Linked DNA regions of Mus musculus: region 2 is linked to region 1. The links are chromatin contacts, called in public Hi-C maps. All regions are on one chromosome and are shown on one strand. Each heading gives the region's core, a stretch centred on a gene start, on an enhancer-like site or on the middle of the called end of the contact. The rest is flanking DNA. Distances are from core to core; before and after follow the strand shown. Region 1 overlaps Cdk14 (cyclin-dependent kinase 14). Region 2 overlaps Cdk14 (cyclin-dependent kinase 14).

Region 1 (3,196 bases), core at 457-2,956:
ACTAATAAACCCAGGACAAGATAAGCAATGGTTATCAGGATTGCCGTGGATAATCACCACAACTTTAGGACAACGTGAGTACTCTAAAACTCAGGAACAAGTTTCTCCACATAACCAAGCTTCTGGACAAGTTTTCTGGTCTCCGGTGCAGCCAGGATGCCATGAACCATACCAGTATCAACACCTTCTTTGTGCATGAGTTTTCATCAAGGAAAGAAATCTATACTGAGTTTTCCACGTAAGTCAACGTAAACTCTTCTAGAAGGGTGTCGTGTGTCCAGTATTAGGGACACGAGCCGTAACTGCGATCTGCCCATCTCTGCTAACAGTGACCACAACAGAAAGTCGAGCTCAGGTCTTCCTGAAACACCTGGAGTCAGCTCTGCTGCCCTAGCACACCCATCTGACAGTTCTCCTGGAGACCCTACATTTTAAAAGCTCTGGTTCAGAAAAGGATCCAGCAAGGTGAAAATAAGAACAGTATCCAGTCCTTGGTGGAAGCTGTAGTTTCTAGCCACTCTTAGCATAAAATCATTGAGTGAATAATGTAGACCCAGCAGTCGCAGAGGCCCCTGAAGACAAATTACATGCAGGTGCTATTCTTCTGCAAGCAAGCAGAGCTTCCAGTGAATCTCTCTACAACCTGTTACCGAGTACCTAACAAAGGAGATTTCTCTAGCCAATAAATAGTAACCCATTCACCCATCTCCAGCTTTCATAGCCAACCCCACTGGATGCCTGGATTCTAGCTAAATGTCGGGCCTCCCACTGGAAAAAATAAATAGATCCCAGCTCACAAGAGATAAGTGCCAAGGGGAGGCTGGAGAAAAGAATCAAAGAAAAAGAGATGGAGGCTAGGAAACCTCCAGCTATTAACTAGAAAGCTAGGATCCTTTTTAAAATATCAGAAAAAATTTTAGCAAGAGAATTGGCCTAACAGAGCTCCCACTGACAAAACTGTGGTTGCTTATTCAACCATCAAAAAGAAACATAATATTGTGTTTAAATCGAATGAATTACTTTAAAAAAATGAGTTAAATATGATTTCCAATGATAAAAGCTACTAAAGGAAGAATAGCAATTACAGTAGAAAAAAATAAATGAAATACAATAAACGCAGAGAATGTTGAAAAGCTAATAGGCTAGACCAAGTAGGAAGCTCACTGAAGACATGGGTGGCTGCTCAAGGCCTGGAGTAGGGGTGGGGTGCTGCTGAGTGGAATCAGTATAGACATGGTCAGCTCCAGGAACAACAGGCCAGGGCAATACAACAGTGCAGTATGCTGAAAGATAGATAATGTTCCCCAAATGGCATATTACAAAATGCACATCTGATGGACAGATTGCAAAAAGAAATGACCGAAGGAAGGAAGGAAGGAAGGAAGGAAGGAAGGAAGGAAGGAAGGAAGGAAGGAAGTTTTTAAAATAATTTAACTTTTAACAGCATATATGAAGTAACCCTAAAAGAGGAAAGTCGGTTTGACTGCCATCCCATGACTCAAGTCTGACTCACTAATTAGACAAGGCAACCAAGATACCAAATGGTCAACAACTAAGCTTCTCTAACCTCCTGCTACTGTGAGGCTGTACAGATAGCATAATACCAAGAACACAGAAGAAAGAACTATTACTAACTTTCCTGGGGAGGCAAGGTAAGTTAGTAGATCTATAACGCTTGGGAAGGCTTTAAAAATAAAATTAATCCAACTTATAATGTTGGTATCTTAGAACAGGGCACACATAGATGCAGAAATATAACTTGCAGCAATCATGTTTATTTAGAGTATTTGAAATATGTTAGAATCTTGGAAATTACTCTGTGAAAGTAGGGCAATTTGACTAAGTCAGTAATCAGAGATTAAATACTGAGAAAGAAAATTAAATTTAAATATTTAAAGATTTATATGTAAGACTGTGTGAGTTCGAGAGAGACAGAGACAGAGCATATGTAAAAGAGAAAGAGTCTATGTGTATGGGTACCAGCAGAGGCCAGAGGAGGGGGTCAGACAACTCAGAGCTAGTTACAGGCGATTCTGAGCCTCCTAATATCACCTCCAAATGCTGGTCCCCACAAACGCAAGAGCAATGTGCACTCTTAACCATTGGGCCATTTCTCCAACCCCCAAATTAATTTTAACTGATTTTATTCACTACACATATTTTTAAGAGTATGAACATTGGGTCATGTACAAAGTGTACAAGCAAAAATGGCTCCAAGCACAGGAGACTTAGAGCATTCTGTAGATCATCAGTTTCTACCATCTGTTACATAGACTTTGTTGTCGTCTTAGAATCAAAAGCCTTCTTCTCAAGCGAAGCCACAACTATGCTAAAGAGTTACCTCTCTCCAGAGGCCTTTTGCTGATTCAATCCCAGATACTTAAAACAAGCTTTGTTACAAATCCCTCTGATGACTGCTGTATTTTGTATACATATACTACAAAGACTCCTTTTAATTAACCACCTCAGTAATCTACCTCTCCCGTAGGGTGATGGCTTGGCCTTATGTTCATTCTACAGCTGCTCTCAAACCCGTTTGTCCTCAACAGTCCTCTGGAATCTAGTAGATCTTTGCTGACAAACTCATGCAGCACAAGAGGCTTCAGTAGTTTAAAAATGGTCTTCTAAAATCGTAGGGCCAGGAAGAAAATATCTGGGCACATGCGCCCAAGGCCAATCACAGTAAACAGACACACGGTCACCCCATGTGAAAGCAAGGCATGCCAACACCAATGGGAACTAAGGGGATATCTTCCCCAGCTGCGGGTTTTCACACTTCATTTAAAAACAGAAGCGACAAGAGTTATATAAGCAGGCCTTCCTTGTGGTGCTTGAAAACACTTAAAGAGAATAAATCATCACAAATACCAGAATAAACTGGTTTTTTTCTTCCAATGAAGTCAACAGAAGTTAAAATGTTGATGTAGGTGAGAGATGAAAACACAGAGACAGATTCATCTGAATAAGACTAGCCCACTTACCTTTTTTTTTCTATTTGTTCTTTGAGAATTTCATATAGCATATTTTATAAAATTCTTTCCCACCCTTCAGTTCCCCCCAGCTCCTCCCTGCTCCCTTGCCACCGACTTCATGTTCCTTCTCTCTAATACAACAAACACAAAAAGCAAAACGTAGTCACTAAAGAGTCAGCATTCAATTTATGTTGGTTAACTGCTCCTTAGCATGATGTGTGCCT
Region 2 (3,029 bases), core at 279-2,778, 90 kb after region 1:
AAAACGATGCCAAGAGAGGGGGGCTAACAAGGCCCAAGTGCACTCACAGGGATGCCCAGTTCTCTCACAGTCTAGGAATGTAGGCTTGGAAAAGATAAACAAATTCCACGGACAATAGTCAATCATTCCCGGCCTTTCAGTGGATACACTTTCCCCTCTCAGAATACAATAAAAAAAAGTCAGTAACTGAGGCTCAGATCCTGGGCGCAGCTCCAGGTGGGAAACACAGGCAGAGATCAAAATCAATGGTATTTGTTTGTACAAGTGGGACGGTAGCTTACAAGCAACTCACAGTGTTTCGTGGTACCCCCTGCCATACACACCCCAAAAAAGGGATTTCCTAAAATTGAAAAGTAGACTCGGGAACCATGCTTAACTGTAAGACTTCTGCGTTCCAGATTGAAAGCAGCGCTCCCAACGGTTAGAAAGTGCTGGATCTGAGTCAGTTTGAAAGGCTTCCATCAGAAGCCAGCAAAGTAGCTGGAGCCATCTTCCTCTCATTCCTGGCCTGGGAACAATTCTGTCACTCAGGAAATCTGGAGCCATGCCAACACACTGCTTCAGCAGCCTGCTGGGGGATGGGTGAGGAGAGGGGAAATGTCTGGGCAGCTGGCTTTTGTCACAAAGCCTTCTCTCTTATAGAGGCTTGTAATGAATTTCCGAGACTTAAGACATTGTTGTAAGTGATTAACAGGACAAAAATATCCAAGGTGTAAAAGGCCAGTTGGTATATGAATTAAATCTTTTGCAAATAGTAAAATATGATAGTCTAGTCATTTTTCAATTATTTTCTTTAGACTAGCCTCAAATGTCTATACGGAAGAAGAAAAAAGCTAAGACACTGAGGCCTTAATTTACACACCAGGTATTTTATATTAATACATACACTAGATATTTCCCTCACTCTTGAGGAGCTTTGGAGCCTGGCGGCCCCAGGCAGGTCACACATACCACCCTGGCTCAAGGTACTGGGAGGCCTGGCAGCTACCACACAGGAGGACACACTGGGGCTCAGGGTGACTCAGCTACTGTGTTGTAGTCACAGAGTGAGGAGCCTGATCACAGGCCTGAATCCACAGCTGCTGCAAAGCCTCCTCCCTAAGGGCTGCTTGTGACGACCAAACTTTGTCCTACTTTGGAACTCTGTCAGGTTGTTTCCTCTTAGCCAAAAGGCCAACACTCCCTCCACTGCTTGAACTGTTAGAGCTTTAAACAGCTCAAAGATTAGGAAATACAGTTTACAACAATGGAAACCTAAGAACTTGGAGTCATGAGTCCAGAACACAGGGCAGAGTAAATGCCCTTGTCTAGATGGATTGTAAGGGTCCATGCTTTGCTGGGGAATGATACCCCAGACTCAAATAAAGGATTTCCTGCACGCAGGGGGTCTCCCCATTTACCAATGGAGACTCTCTGGGTGTATGCTTTGCAGGGTCAGTTTAAAGCCTGTCAGCGTAGGAGTGGGTGACTTTTGCTTCTCTTTCCCTTGAGTGGTTGGCTCTGTCTTCAGGGCTGTGGAGCCTTTGTGATTGGTTAGGACTCTGGGGACTTTCCAGGGTAGCAAGGAATCCTTGGTTTGGCTGCCCACAGTAGTGGTTGGCTGACCACAGGTTCCTGGATCCAGGTTCTCATATCCAGGAAACAGAAAACTTAGGCCTAGTCTCCCAGACTACCAGTTTGCAGCCTCTCATGGAGTCAGCCTGGCTCTGGCTAACTCAGTCCTTTCAGGGTAAATTGCTCAGCTTATCACTGACTTTATAATATCAAGGGGAAAAACTATCATTTTTAAAAAACATGTTACTGAGCTTTTTGGGATAAAAAAAAATCCAAAAAGTACGTAGACTTTCAAAAGAACCCTCCATGTGCCTGCCCAGCTGCTCAGAGCTGCAATGCTCCGCTGAGTCTGGAACACTCCAAGTCCAGATATGAAGCATCTTTAGCCCTCTCAGCCTCTCGGAGCCTTGTATTACAGTCCTCTGTCCCTAACCTAAGGGCTTTGCAAGCATCACACAGAAAGTTCCAACTTACAGCAGAGCACTAGTTTCCCTTTGGAACATACTATTTTGGCCGACCATTAGTTTCCACCAACCCCAAAGCTAATAGGATCTGAGGCAAATGGTAGTGATTTCTCCATCTTGGTGTAACCTGTCTCTCTGATGTTCCACTACTGTATTTGATATCTGTATCAGTGTCCTGATAGCTGGCATTCTTTGTACTATTTTGTTTTATTTTGGTTTGGTTTCTATACTGGACAGTCACTCAGACACTCATATTTGGCTCCAGAATGTTCTCTTAGTCTCACTGAGATACGAGTTACATTATGTCAATAATAATGGCACCCAATGTGGGGCTAGGAGAATAACTCACTTTTCACTAGAGAAGCCTCCTTCATGCAAGTAAGGAACAGGCACGGAGCCACCAGGCACAATCCTTATCTCCCTGGGGCGTGGCTGATGACGAATTTGTTTAGCCCAGTATGGTTGTTTAAGGATGCTATTTGGTAGATGCTGTTTAGGGCTTACTTTCTCTCCAGAGTGTTTGATTTAAGGTGTCTATTTTGCTTGTGTGGCTTCGGGAACATTTTGGTCTAGACATCTGGCTTGATTTTCTACTTGTTTTCATACCTCTGAAGGCATTTTGGATTCTGGTTGTTTGGGTTTGTCTTCAGCTTTTGCTCATCTGAAAACTATTGAAAGCATTTTGGGCTTTGCTTTGTTTTGTCTCTGTTTTGTTTGCCTTCAAAACATTTTGATTTATTTACATCTGGCCTTTGTCTGCTGACACTCTTCCCCAAATACATAATCCTGCATTTCTTTTTTTATAAATAAGATAAATAATTTAACATAAAGTCCATGCTATGTTAAAACGTTCCATCTGTGAAGGCCACTTCCCCTTGGGAATATACGCTCATACCTGCATGTGTCCTCTTTTTCCTTAACCCTCGGGCTTAAGCCTACATTAAAATATCTTCATTATAAAAGCCAGTTCTAAAATTCCTTCAATTGAAGCCACAAATTCCAATCCCTGTT

The links. Hi-C and Micro-C count contacts between places; a contact is called where the count stands out from the background.
Region 2: a contact with region 1 is called in a Hi-C map of muscle stem cells, with 2.3 times the contacts expected there. The contact joins two enhancer-like sites. A contact is called at or near these places in 1 of 39 promoter capture datasets (the SN4741 cell line), 5 of 484 Hi-C or Micro-C datasets (the HL-1 cell line, the N1E-115 cell line, Sertoli cells and 2 more), 3 of 115 datasets of contacts at active chromatin or transcription factors (cardiomyocytes, extraembryonic endoderm stem cells and pancreatic cancer cells) and 3 of 9 other capture datasets (adipose tissue, liver and pancreatic islet).

Annotation. Positions count from the first base shown.
Region 1 is chr5:5,251,870-5,255,065 of GRCm38.p6, forward strand. The region is part of intron 2 of Cdk14 (cyclin-dependent kinase 14); the gene reads right to left. Among named protein-coding and RNA genes, the nearest start is that of Gm30151, 120 kb to the right of the region's middle. Within about 2 kb of position 1,707, at least 14 of the 459 cell types and tissues checked have an H3K27ac peak or open chromatin away from gene starts, as enhancers often do. A contact at or near this core is called in the HL-1 cell line, muscle stem cells and pancreatic cancer cells, where this site is marked.
Region 2 is chr5:5,342,418-5,345,446 of GRCm38.p6, forward strand. All of the region lies in intron 2 of Cdk14 (cyclin-dependent kinase 14), which reads right to left. Among named protein-coding and RNA genes, the nearest start is that of Gm30151, 27 kb to the right of the region's middle. Within about 2 kb of position 1,529, at least 204 of the 459 cell types and tissues checked have an H3K27ac peak or open chromatin away from gene starts, as enhancers often do. A contact at or near this core is called in the HL-1 cell line, muscle stem cells and pancreatic cancer cells, where this site is marked.